2 separate regions of the Mus musculus genome follow, and region 1 is linked to region 2. The links are chromatin contacts, called in public capture Hi-C maps. All regions are on one chromosome and are shown on one strand. The core of a region is the stretch at or near the end of the contact, and the rest is flanking DNA. Distances in the headings are between cores, read along the strand shown.

Region 1 (6,302 bases), core at 3,275-5,774, 89 kb after region 2:
CCCCAGAGTAACTCCCTAGCTACTTCCTATCAACAGTCAATCAAAGATTAGTCCGATTGTTTCAGGTGTACTTTCAGACTGTCTGTGACTGTATATGGTCTTGCTTCAGAGCCCCCACCTGTCGGCTTACAACATTCAATTAGATGCTTGTCTGGACAGACACTCCCTCATCTGCCTCCATTTCCTATAAAACCGTGTCCCATTGAGAGTTCAGGGCTACCTCACCAAACTGCTTGTAAGAAAGAGACCCTAATGTGATTTCATCAGAAACGGCTCCTTGGTAGTTTTTCGGGGTTCATGAACACTTCCTGGCACAACATTGTCAAAGCAGCCGGGGAAGTCTCAGAAACTCACACTTCCCGTGGACCATGACAATGTTCTATGAGGTGTTACTTTTTTCTCCTTTGTAGCAATTAAATTATTCTAAAACTTGTGAGTTTGGGTCAGTGAGATGGCTTTGTGGGTAAAGGCACTTGTTGCCAAACCCAAGGTCCCGAGTTCAAATGCTAGGTCCCACGTGGTGGAAAGAGACCTTTTCTAGTTTGCATTTCTGTTGGTCTGATAACACCATGACCAAAAGCTGCTCCGGGAGGAAAGAGTTAATCTGGCTGCTGTTACAATGTATCACAGAAGCAGCCTTGGCAGGAACTGGGAGGCAGGATTTGGGGGCTCTACCCCCCTCCCCTCAGCTTCCTTTCTTACACAACCCAGCCCCACCTTCCTCAGGACCACATGGTACAGTGGGTTGGGCCTTCCTACATCAATTAACAATCAAGAAGATGTGGTGGCGCACGCCTTTAATCCCAGCACTCGGGAGGCAGAGGCAGGCGGATTTCTGAATTCAAGGCCAGCCTGGTCTACAAAGTGAGTTCCAGGACAGCCAGGGCTACACAGAGAAACCCTGTCTCGAGAAAGAAGATGTCCACAGACATGCCCACAGGCCAGTATAAGGGAGGCAATTCAGTTTTTGTTTTTTGTTTTAGGAGACAGGGCTATGTAGCCCTGGCTGTCCTGGAACTTGCTCTGTAGACCTCAAGCTACCAGAGATCCACCTGCCTCTGCCTCTCAGGGGCTGGGATTAAAGGCGTGCGCCAGATGGGGGCAGTTCTTAACTGAGGTTTTCACTTACCACAGAAGTCAAGGTGACAGCTGAAAACTGTAGCAAGAGTCCACTTCAGAAAGTTATCCCTTGATCTCCACATGGGCACCCAGCTTGAACACAAACACAGACACTATTTATTATTTGTTTGTTTCTTATTTATTTTGAGACAAGACCAGGTTATATAGCATTGCCTGGCCTCAAACTCCTAGAGATCGTCCTGTTTCTGCCTCCCAAGTGCTGATATTAAAGGCATTACACACCATGCCAAGCTTTAAAAAAGTACAAATATAGTATTTTCACTTCATTCTTATTTTATGAGCATGGCTGTTGTGCCTGCGTGTGTACCATATGTATGTAGTGCCCCTAGTGGCCAGAAGAGGGCACCAGATCCTCTAAAACTAGAGTTCTGAATGGTTTTAAGTACCCTCACTGGTGCTGGAATTTGAACCTAGGTCCTTTGCAATAGAAGCAACTGCTGAGCTGTCTTTCTACCTCCTAAATCTTAAGATGGACGGATGGACAAACAGACAGATAGATAAAATCTTCATCCAGTTTCCTCACCAGTGTCCCAGTTTCTGGGTCTGCCACAGGCACCCTGTCTCTCCCTAGCCACAGGCAGAAAACCAGGCATTATCCGTGAATCACCTTGCTCACCCAGCCAGTCCCACATCCAAGGCTCTGTGGCAATAGCTTTGCTGACTCACCCTCCAGCCATTCATCTTCCTGGATCACCGACCCTAATCTGTCCTCCCTTCCACGACTCTCCAGCTGGAGTGTCCTCCAAAGGTCCCCCGCCCCGCGCAGTGGAGGTCACATGTGTCCCTTCTGACCTACTTACTCTTCTCTTCCACAGACTCTAGGATCCATCTTTTACAGAAACCTTGGCCTCTATTGCCTTCTGATAGTGACAGGCCTGTCACCTGCCAGGCATAGCCTTTATCTGTCACCTCTGTAACTCCTGTCAAGCTTGAGAACTACTGCTGCCTGTTTTGCAAATGAGGAAAATCCAGGTGTACTGTGCGGGTCCCACTGCGTGTAAACAGCAGTACAGAGCCAGGGAGTCAACCTGTCTGTCTGACCCCAAGAGCCCCTCCCATGCCCCTGAGTTCATCATGCCTCCCTCCAAAGGAAGCCCAGAGCTGTCCCCTGCCCTGCACACTGCTCCCCCATCTCTAGTCTCCAGTCCCCAGCTTCTGATGTCATAGCTCAACCTGCCCTCTCTCCCTCCCTCTTTGTTCCTCCTGAGGCAATCTAGCCTTGCACAATGTAGCAGTTAATTACAGGGCGCCTTGGCTGCATCTCTGGTTACTTCACAGTTGCTTGTCAGAGTCCCAGGAAACCTGTCAGTATCTGGTCTGTGGTCTGGGGGAGTTGAGGCGGCATTTCTCCTTGTTCTCATTGCCAAAAGCCATTGGCTTCTTCCTGTTACATGTCCCCGACACACACACACACACACACACACACACACACACACACACACACACACACACAACCTGCCTTCCAAATCTGACAATTACATGTCTGAAGCTCTGTGTAAGATGGAACCCTGGAAGGCTCCCTCCTTAGTGGGTGCTGGACTCTGTATTGCCAGTTTGGATCAATGAAATCATCAGTTGACAGGAACTCCAGGAAAGACATCATTGTCCCCACCTATAGAGTGGCTGGGGCCAACTGGGACTAGGAGAGAGACAACTTGTCTCAGTTCTAATTCTGGTCCTGCTACCATGGGGTGATGGTGACAGTGACAGTGATGGCTGTGAGGGTGGAGGAGGAAAGAGAGGAGGGAAGAGAAAAAGGAGGAGGGAGAATATGGAAGAGGAGGGAGAGGACAGGGAGAGACGGAGGATAAAGGAAAGGTGGAGTGGGGAGAAGGCAGGGGAGGAGGGGGAGGGGAACGAGGAGGAGAAGGAGGAGGAGAAGGAGGAGGGAGAAAAGTCAGAGGAAGAGTGGGAGGAGGGAGAGGAGGGGAAAGAGGAGGAGTGGGAAGAGGGGAGGATGCAGAGGAGGAGGAGGGAGAGCAGAGAAGAGGAAGAAGTAGGGGAGAGGGAGGAGGACGGGAAGGAGGGGACTAGGAAAGCTTTTTGCTGCCTTAGTGATCCGCAGTGACCTTTTTGGGTGAGAAAATCCCTCCTCTCAGAAATCATGCTGAGTAGCCCTAGAGCTAACCCTGGTCCCCAAGCCCCTGTCCCTTACCAAAACATCTCTCTGCCCTGACCCTGATGAGGAGACCCAGACACCCCACATGAGACCTCATGACCCCCGACCCCTGACCCCCATCCACAAGCTATCTATTCATGTGGCCATCTTGGAATGACCAAGCTCGCTGTCCTCTTCCCTCCTGCACACCCAAGAGACAGCACTCCAGCTGAAGACATGATGCTCTCTCCCTGAGGACCGGTGTTCAGTTCCCAGCACCTATATCAGGCAGCTCACAACTGCCTGTGATTCCGGCTGCAGGGCATCGGATACCCTCTTCAGGCCTCTGGAGCTGGCACAGGACTGAGAGGCAAGAGAGAAGACCTGCACGGACCAGGCCAGGGACAGGGAGATGACAGAATAAGAAGAGGTAGGAAGGAGGCTGGCGACTTCTGGCTGGTTACTGATGGACGCTGCGAAGAGGGACTCTCATTGGAGGAGTTGCCGCCATCAGATCGGCCGCCATCAGATCGGCAAGTCTATAGGGTATTTTCTTGATTAATGATTGATGGAAGAAGGCTCAGCCCACTGTGGGCGGTGCCATTCCTAGGCAGGTGGTCTGAGTCTGTGTAAGAAAGCAGGTTGGGGGCTGGAGAGAAGGCTCAGCGGTTAAGAGTAGTGACTGCTCTTCCAAAGGTCCTGAGTTCAAATCCCAGCAACCGCATGGTGGCTCACAACCATCCTCGTAACAAATCTGACGCCCTCTTCTGGAGTGTCTGAAGATGCAGTGTACTAAATAAATCTTTACAAGAAAGAAAGAAAGAAAGAAAGGAAGGAAGGAAGGAAGGAAGGAAGGAAGGAGACAGCGTGTAGCGATGGGGGAGCAAACCTGCATTGGTTCCTCTCGCCCTGCCTTGACTTTCATGATGAACCTTAAACTGTGAGCTGAAATAACCCTTTTCTCCCCAAGTTGCTTTTGGTCACGGTGTTTTATCACAGCAATGGAAAGCAAACCAGGGCAAACACCCAGAGCCATACTTCTCTGTTACAGTTTTTGCCCAGAGCCAATCCTAAGGTAAGAATAAATAGAGAGGTGTTTTGTGTAAGAACTTTCCAGAGTCTGAATGGGGTGGGGGAGGGGCATGGGGTGGTATGAGTTGCTCCTCCCCATTGAAAGCCAAAGCCATCCTGCAGCCCACAATGGAAGTGAGGGGAACACAGGCTGGGGAGGGGGCGTGGCGGATAGGGGGCGTGGCGTGTAACTCTGCGTCCTGTCAGTGAAGAGCAGCCTGTCAGTGAGGGAGGCACAGGGCGAGGCAGAGATTTTGCAACTGGATGCTGAGAGGCACCGCCTCTGTGGACACCGTCCAGAGCAGGGTGCAGGGAATGCCCCGCTCCTAGGTGCGCTCCGGATGGGTGGAGAGCGCTGAAGAGCCTGTACCTGACAGAAGTCTAGCAAGGGCATGAAGTGAGCAAGGGGTCTGCAGGACCACGCCCCTGCCCATGACTCTAAGGACTGTCTACATTTCATCCAGTACCTGGGGATCCCTATCAGCCCTTCCGGGGTACCTCTCAGCAGAGCTAAACAGGCCCAGGCAGTGGCTGGATGAACCACCCGTGGATGCCTGACTGGGCTGGTAGAGTTGCCACATTCCCTGCTCTTGGCTGGGGGAGAAGGAGATACTGAGCCAAGGCAGACAGGTGTGGGTTCTTCCTCCGCTGGGAGGCCATAGACCCCGAACATGGACGAACAGGTGTTCAAAGGAGACCCAGATACCCCTCATTCCATCTCCTTCTCCGGGAGCGGGTTCCTTTCCTACTACCAGGCTGGGGCCGTGGATGCTCTGCGAGATCTGGCCCCGAGGATGCTGGACACAGCCCATCGCTTTGCAGGGACGTCAGCGGGAGCGGTGATTGCGGCCTTGGTCGTCTGCGGGATTGAGATGGGTAAGACTTTTATTCTGGTGTCTTTGAAGGGGGCTGCTGGAGGGGGCTTCTCAGAACAGACCCTGGACAAGCTTGGAAGTGCACGGGGAGAGAGGCGGGAAAGCCTGGCAGCCAGGGTAGTCCCCCTTCACACACACACACACACACACACACACACACACACACACACACACGTCCTCCGTCCTCCTCCTCCTCCATGGGCGAGGCTTCTTTTAAATTGTAAACACTGCCTCAACTTCCCAGTGAGGAGGAGGGGTTCCCAACATGCAAACCCTGAGTTGAGGAGAAGCTGGTGACAGATGTGGGACACAGTGTGGGAGCTTCAGCTGTGCCCCGGTGGGCCAGAGGCCACAGTGCTGACCCAGGGCTATGAGCAACAGCCTTCTTGGCCCGGCCAACCCCCACCTGCTCGATGCCAGGCTGTAATGTAGAGCCCCTGTGAAGTTCTAGAATGTTCTAGAGAGAAAAGACAGCAAAATTCCGAATGGAGACGTCTCTCGTGTCATGATGGAAGGGATGGGGGTGGGGGGTGTCTGTGAACAAATTGCACCCGGCTGGGGCTAAAGGGGGAAAGGGGACCGTGTTCCAAAGATGTTTGGGGGGGTGGGCCATGTTGAGGAGGAGGCATCTAGGTGGAGACTGCACAAAGTAAGACATTTAGAGAAAGGACATTTCTGGGCCCCGGGGGACAGACCTGGGGGAGGAGGACTGGGGCTGAGGTTGGAGGAAGCAACGGAGGGATCAGGGATCTGGTGACTTGAGACTGTATCAGCCAGCTCCAACCCAGTGCTGATGCACCTGTGGGGTGCCAAGTCTGCCCCCAAACTGAGTCCTAGCCCTGGTATTCAATTCTGTGCACACAAAAGCCAGTTGCTGAGCTCCCTGTCTTCCGGTTTCTGCCCCGTGGTGGCCTGACCTGGGTTTGTCCAAGGAGGAACTTGATGGATAGGAGTGAACTGTTTCATGACTGGGGCACGGAGTGCTGGAAACTGTCAACTGTCTAATTTGGGGGTTTTAAGGACGCCTGACTGCTGGGTTGGAGGGGCCAGAGTAGAAACCAACTAGGGGATGAGTGAGCTCTGAGGTGTCAGTTATTGGATCTAGCCTTGAACTCTCT
Region 2 (7,237 bases), core at 515-3,014:
ATACTGTCTTAAAAACCATCACCAGGGAGTGGGTGGGTAGGGGAGTGGGGGTGGGTGGGTAAGGGGGACTTTTGGTATAGCATTGGAAATGTAAATGAGCTAAATACCTAATAAAAAATGGAAAAAAAAAAAAAAAAAAAAAAAAAAAAAAAAAAAAAAAAAAAAACCATCACCAGCCAGGCTTGGTGGCACACACCTTTAATCCCAGCACTCGAGAAGCAGAGGCAGGTGGATTTCTGAGTTCGAGGCCAGCCTGGTCTACAAAGTGAGTTCCAGGACAGCCAGGGCTACACAGAGAAACCCTGCTCGAGAAAACAACAACAACAACAATAAAAACATCACCACCGGGCTGGAGAGATGGCTCAGCGGTTAAGAGAACTATCTGCTCTTCCAGAAGCCCTGAGTTCAATTCCCAGCAACCACTGTAATGGGATCCAATGCCCTCTTCTGGTGTGTCTGAAGACAGCTACAGTGTACTCATATACATAAAATAAATTAATCTTAAAAAGCTAAAAACAAAACAAAACCATCACCACCAGTATCAAACAAACTCCGGTGGATGTTTAAATCTTTGTGAACTCTGGGGACTGTAGAATTAGCAGCCGTCGACTCTGGGTGTAAGACAGCAAATCTCTCATGAGAAGAAGGATTGGATGCCTGGAGTTTGTTTCAGAAAAATGGGGAAGAGGAATAGAGTCTGAGCCCTGGTCAGTCGCTGAGCCTTAGGATCTGAGAGTCCTGCTTACTGAAAAGACAAGAGTCCTGGGGTCACAGGAGCTCATGTAGAACCCCATGAATTGTAGGGTTCTTGTGTTGTTGTTGTTGTTTGGGGATCTCCGGAGGGTTTTCTGGGAGGAGGGGTGTTGAGACAGAGTTTCTCTGTGTAGCCTTGGCTGTCCTGGAACTCTGTAGACCAGGCTGGCCTCAAACTCAGAAATCCACCTGCCTCTGCCTTCCAAGTGCTGGGATTAAAGGCGTGTGCACCACGATGCCTATTTTTGTTTATTTATTTGCTTATTTGTTTTGTTTAACTATGTGCATGATGACCTGGGTGCTGGAAGCCAAACTCAGGTCATCCTCAAGAGCGGTGCAGTCTCTAACCTGCTGAACAACCTCTCCATCTTTCTGTGGGGTCTCACTATGTAACCTATGCTGGTCTCCAGTTTACTGCGTAGTCAAGAATGACGTTATTTCTCTATCCTTCCTTCCTCCCTCCCTTCCTCCCTTCTTCTCCCCTTCCCTCTCTTCCCACCCTCTCTATCTCTCCCTCCTTTCTTCTATCCCTCTCTTCCTTCTCTGTTCATTCTCTGTATCTCTCCTCTCTAGTCTCTCCTCTCCCTTCTTCCTCAGGGTCTCACCTAGTCTGGCATTGAACTATGTACTGAACTGGACTCAAAATCGTAGCAATTCTCCTGTCTCTGCCTCTATCTCCTGTGTTGAGTACAGACCTGAGCCACCACGCCTTACATGTGAAGGGTATATTTCTTAAACTAGCCCAACTAGCAACAAGTTGAGCGCCCCCCCCCCCGCGCCCTAACCCCATTCCCAACTCTTCCTACAGTCTCTAGGCAGCCTCGCAGGCACCCCTTTCCCGCAGGGCACCCCCCTCCTCCCTCAGCACCTGCAGCAGGTGGCTGGTGGGGCCTGGGGCGTTCGCCGGTGATGGGCGGAGTCCGGAGCGCGGGCGAGCGGTGGGCGGGCCGGGGCGGGAACGTACCTGGGCGAGGCGGCAGGTGCGCCGCCCCACGGGGGAGGAGCGGGCGCGGGGCGGGAGGGGACCGCGGCGGGACACCCGGGCCGGGAGCCCGCGGGCAGCCACCGCAACCTCCTCGCAGGACCGCCACCACGGGGTCCGGGATGAGCCTCACTCGGAAAAGGGGCTTCTACAAGCAGGACATCAACAAGACTGCCTGGGAGCTACCCAAGACCTACCTGGCGCCCGCGCACGTCGGCAGCGGGGCCTATGGAGCGGTGTGGTGAGACCCGGGGACCCCAGGAATCAGAGGAGCCACGGGCCACCCCTCGGCAGCCTCCCCGAGTGAGCCCGGTGGCAGTGGGGCCCCTGTGGGTTGAGTCGCTGGCGAATCTGGTTCTCCAAGGCTGTAACTTTTTAAAAGGGATCTCGGAGTTCGTGGGACAGATCCCTGCGGTTGCAGATGAGGCCCCAAGAGGGGAACTTGCCAAATCGCAGAGCAGGGACTCCTGGCCTGCTCTGCATCCTGTCAGCAAGAACTGCTTCTCTCCTTGCTCTGCCGCCCCTTCCTTGGCGTCGCCCCCTACTCACACACACTCTCTCTCTCTCTCTCTCTCTCTCTCTCTCTCTCTCTCTCTCTCTTTCTGCTGGTCTCCGGCCAGCCTGGGGAGCACAGAATGGGGGTGGCCTAGGACAGGGCTGGAGGGATCTCCAGTTTAGGCCCTTTGCGCCGCCCCTCCCCCTCACCTGCCTGTGACCCCGCAGCTCGGCCATCGACAAGCGGACAGGGGAGAAGGTGGCCATCAAGAAGCTGAGCCGGCCCTTCCAGTCGGAGATCTTTGCCAAGCGCGCTTACCGCGAGCTTCTGCTCTTGAAGCACATGCACCATGAGAACGTAGGCTGCCTCGGGGTGTGGATGTGCCGGGGATCGGAGGGCAGGGAGAGGGGCCCAGGAGGGGCCTGCCCAGGGTCGTGCGCGCAGGGCCAGGAGAAAGAACTTCCTCTGCTCCACCCTGGTTTCTCAGCTCTCTAAGGAGAGCCCAATGAGAAGATGCCAGGGCCTGCCCAGCTCGCTTCCCAGAAAACACACAACCTTTTCTTGATTGTGAGGAGGAAGTAGGCACAGGGGAGCTTCGCGATTGGTTCTGTGAGGACTCCAGTCCGATGAGCCTGGGCACTTGAGCTAAAGCTGCCTCCATTCTGGCCACTCTAAGTCTAACAATAAATACTGAGTATTTAATGCATGCGGGGGTGGGGGCTGGCTAACTTTTATAATCCTCTCCGTAACACATGCCAAGGCACAGAAAGGTTTCCCCGGTTCTGCAGCGGCAGAGCTGAGGTTGGAAGGGGCGGGAGGCAGAGCCTGGTGCCTGACCATTTGACCATCCTGTCTGATGGAAACAGACCCCGTGACCCAGCTCTGGGCCAGGCAGAAGGGCTAGGGTCCATTTCAAATAGAGCCTTGTACATCGTGAACCCTAATCCTTTCAGATAACCTTTCCTCAGTGGCCTCCAGCTTCGAGGTGGAGGGGACTTGCCTCTAGCTCTGGACAGACTGACAGATGTGGCTAGAGACCCGGGGTCCAAGGCTAGAGCTGAGGTCCAGAGTCCCAAGGACCTGGAGTTCTCATCCTTCTCTCCTCTTCCCCCCTTGACCCTCAAGATTTGTTAGTTACAAGTGGGACTGTTCACCCCAAACCCCAAATTTGGGATCAAACTTACCTTGTTCTCAGCCATCTCTCCAGCCCAGGCAAATGTCCTCTTCTGCCTGGGCCCCCAAACTGTTCCCATGCCAGCTGGGGCCACCTTCCGTAGCAGAGGGTGACCTGGATGGTGGCCCTGGGTGGCTGAGACCCTCAGGACAGGGAAGAATGGCGTTGGCAGCGCACCCTCACTGGTGGCCTCTCTCCAGGTCATTGGGCTTCTGGATGTCTTCACCCCTGCGTCTTCCCTTCGGAGCTTCCATGATTTGTGAGTCGGGCTGGATTGGGGTGTTGGCAGATCTTAAGGCTGGCTCGGGAATACTTTGGGGCAGGGTAGCTTCCGCGCAGAAAGGGGTCCGTCCCCCCCCACCTAGCAGTTCTTGTGCCTCTGCTTTTACATTGAGATCTTCCCTGGAGAGGTCCCTTGGCTGTGGGTGGAAGGGCTGTAGGGTACCTGCCCCCCCCCCCCAGAGCTGTCTACACAGCTCCTACCCTTGTTATCAGACCCTGGCACCAAGAAGAGCTGCTGGCCCTCACAGGGTGTGTACTGACTCTCCTCACCCATTCCTGGTGGCCAGGTGTGACTTTGGACTTCATGATACCTAGAGGGTTTTTTTTTCCCCTAGAAGGAAGTGAGGATCAGATAGCCCGGACAATCTGGCTGATGGGGTTTGGCTGTTACAAAGTGTCAAAGTGTCCGGTTTTGCTGGCAGGTGCCTGGGCAAGGATGGGTGTTTGGATGTTCCTGAGAATTCCAGGTGTTAGTGGCAGCTTCTGCCAGGCTTCACATCCTAGTCAATGCTACAGAGGCTGCGGGAGTGTTTTGGTACCTTGTGTGTTTATGTGTTTAAATTGGACCTCTCCTGTAGCCCAGTCTGGCCCCCAACTACCTATGTAGACAAGGATTGCCCTTGAACTTCTGATCCTCCTGCCTCTGATTCTCAAGAGCTCGGATTCCAGGCACTGGTGCTGAGAATCAATCTCGGGGTTTTGTGCGTGCTTGGCAAGAGCTCTACCAGCCTAGCTATGTCCCCAGCCCACTAAGAGTGGAAGGTGTTTTGTTTTGTTTTTTTCCAGACAGGGTTTCTCTTTGTAGCCCTGGCTGTCCTGGAACTCACTCTGTAGACCAGGCTGGCCTCAAACTCAGAAATCCGACTGCCTCTGCCTCCCAAGAGCTGGGATTAAAGGCATGTGCCACCACTGCCCAACAAGAGTGGAAATCTTAAGCAGAGTGCTGATACTGTCTGTCAGATTTGGAGGGCATGGCCAGCAGTTCTGAGAAAAGAGCAAGAAGCCCCTGGGAAGAAACAAGTGCTGAGAGCCCCCCCCCACACACACACACCTTGATCTGAGTTACAGTGTGGGGTCCCCAGGGCAGACCTGAGGCCCACTCAAGCCAAGCTGACAGAGCTATGTCATCTGTTTGGACATGGTGGCTGAGGGAGGTTGGGACAGGTGACTAGGAGTCCCAATCCCTGCCTGGAATATAAGTAGGAAGAAGAGACCTCAAGGAAGAGATAATGAACTTGACCTTGGGTCCTTGACTCTTCCAGAGCCTGTGAAATCACAGGAGGGGGGAACATGGATGTAGACCAGGCTAGCATCCTCTCCATGGGTGATGGCTAAACGCTGGGGACTAAACATGGTAAGACAAGATACAAGGATGTTGGTCCAGAGGGCACATCTGTGAGAAGGCAGGAAGGGTGAGCAGGTGAGAACTGGAGAGAGAGGAGGGCTGGCAGGCACCTGGGAGTCAACAGAAGGACACACAGGAGGAGTCACTGTTCTTGACGTGGTGACTGTGACCTTGAGCCCAACATATTAGGACAGACACAGGTACCATGACTAGGTTATGAGAGGCAGTGTATTTAGGTGGTGGAGAAAGTGAGATAAACTGTATATATTGTATATTACACATACACACATGTACACATACATGTACATATACATGCACACACTCTCACACATATATACATATACACATATATAAATATACATATACATACACATATATGTATACATATATGTGTGTGTGTTGGTATGTGCACATGCTTGAAGGAGCCCCTGAAATCAAAGACAGTTGTGAGTTGCCTGATGGGGGTGCTGGGAATTGAACTTGGGTTCTCTAGGAAAACTAGCAGGTGCTCTTAAAAGCTGAGTGATTCTTCCAGTGTCCAGCAATAGCTTTCAGAAGCAAAGTCCACAGCAAGGTAGTATAAATATGTAATCCCAGCGCTCAAGAGGTAGGTGGAGCCCTTTGGGTTCGAGGCCAGCCTTGTGTACATGTTCCAGGCCAGGCAAGGCTACATGATGAGGCCCTGTCTCAAAATAAAGGGAAAAAAATGTGTGCATGCAAGACACATGTGATCGTGTGTGTGTCTATGTGTATGTGAGAGAGAGAGAGAGAGAGAGAGAGACTGTGTGTGTGCAAGTGTGTCTGCACGCGCATGTGCATGTGTGAGTGCTTGTGTGTGTGCACATGTGCATGCGTGTGTATGTGCATGTCTGTGTGCATGTGTGTGAGTGCACAACACACACCTTTTATAATCTATTACTTTTTTTTTTTTTTTTTTTTTTTTGGTTTTTCAAGACAGGGTTTCTCTGTATAGCCCTGGCTGTCCTGGAACTCACAACTCACTTGGTAGACCAGGCTGGGCTCGAACTCAGAAATCCGCCTGCCTCTGCCTCCCGAGTGCTGGGATTAAAGGCATGCGCCACCACGCCCAGCTAATCTATTACTTTTTGTCTTTGTTTTTTTATTTTTTTATTATTTTTATTATTTTTTTACTTTTTGTCTTTAACGTTGCTCTTACCACCTTGAGTCACACTTCCCGGTTGCTGACCCTGACCTGTTTCACTTGAGAACCTAATAGCTCGGGTCCCTTCTTCTCCACCATCTGAAGATTGTTTCCTGCTTCCTTCCTGGCAGGGCATCTGTTTTATAGTTAGCAGAGCCAGCTGGGGTGGGTGTGACCCTCTGCAGGAGAAACTTTTGGTTAGAGGTAGGAATGCTAGCAGATGCTGTGGGCTTGCTGCTGGTCAGCTATGCGAGGAGGGCAGAGCCAGGGTACCTTTGTATGAACGCAGGCGTGTGGTGATACAAAGTGTGACCTAGTCTGTTGTTCACCCTGAGCTCGGCCAGCCAGGTTGCTGTGGCCGACATTGCAGGAGCCCAGGCTGGGCACTGCTCATTTTTCATGTATCCTCTTTGTTTGTTTTCTGTGTTATTGTGTTCATATGTAGGGAGCTGCATATGTGTATGCAGCTATGTGTACATTGTATGTGGGTACTGAGGCTTCAACTCCTGTCTTCCTCATGTCCTATTTACATATGTGTGCTTATATGTGCATTTATCTGGAGGTCAGAGGTCAACCTCTGATGTTGTTATTCCTTAAGTGCTATCTACCTTGATTGTTTTTCTTATGATTGTAGTTGTGTGTATGTGTGCGCGCACGTGTGTGTGTGTGTGTGTGTGTGTGTGTGTGTGTTTGTGTGTGTGTCCCTGCATGAGTTTTGTGCACCATATGTATGCAGTGCCCACAGCAGCCAGAAGAGGGCACCAGATCCTCTGGAACTGGAGTTACAGGTGAGCCTCAAGATTTGGATGCTCGGAGCCGGGCGTGGTGGCACACGCCTTTAATCCCAGCACTTGGGAGGCAGAGGCAGGCGGATTTCTGAGTTCGAGGCCAGCTTGGTCTACAAAGTGAGTTCCAGGACAGCCAGAGCTACACAGAGAAACCCTGTCTCAAAAAACCAAAAAAAAAAAAAAAAAAAAAAAAAAAAAAAGATTTGGATGCTCGGAACTGAACCAGAGTCCTCTGAAAGATTAAAGCCATCTCTT

Evidence for each region. Capture Hi-C pulls out chosen DNA fragments and counts their contacts.
Region 1: a contact with region 2 is called in a capture Hi-C map of embryonic stem cells, with 3 times the contacts expected there. The contact joins the promoter of Pnpla1 here to the promoter of Mapk13 in region 2. A contact is called at or near these places in 5 of 39 promoter capture datasets (the HPC-7 cell line, embryonic stem cells, liver and 2 more), 5 of 15 datasets of contacts at CTCF or cohesin (CD8 T cells, the G1E-ER4 cell line, embryonic stem cells and 2 more), 60 of 484 Hi-C or Micro-C datasets (B cells, the G1E-ER4 cell line, the HL-1 cell line and 25 more), 12 of 115 datasets of contacts at active chromatin or transcription factors (the HPC-7 cell line, bone marrow-derived macrophages, embryonic stem cells and 2 more) and 4 of 9 other capture datasets (adipose tissue, embryonic stem cells, liver and 1 more).

The regions. Positions count from the first base shown.
Region 1 is chr17:28,853,887-28,860,188 of GRCm38.p6, forward strand. It overlaps Pnpla1 (patatin-like phospholipase domain containing 1), which reads left to right and starts at 4,525. Exons shown (of 10, transcript NM_001034885.3): 1 at 4,525-5,185. The coding sequence starts at 4,981.
Region 2 is chr17:28,767,553-28,774,789 of GRCm38.p6, forward strand. Mapk13 (mitogen-activated protein kinase 13) reads left to right here and starts at 1,765. Exons shown (of 12, transcript NM_011950.2): 1 at 1,765-1,976; 2 at 2,459-2,588; 3 at 3,606-3,664. The coding sequence starts at 1,858.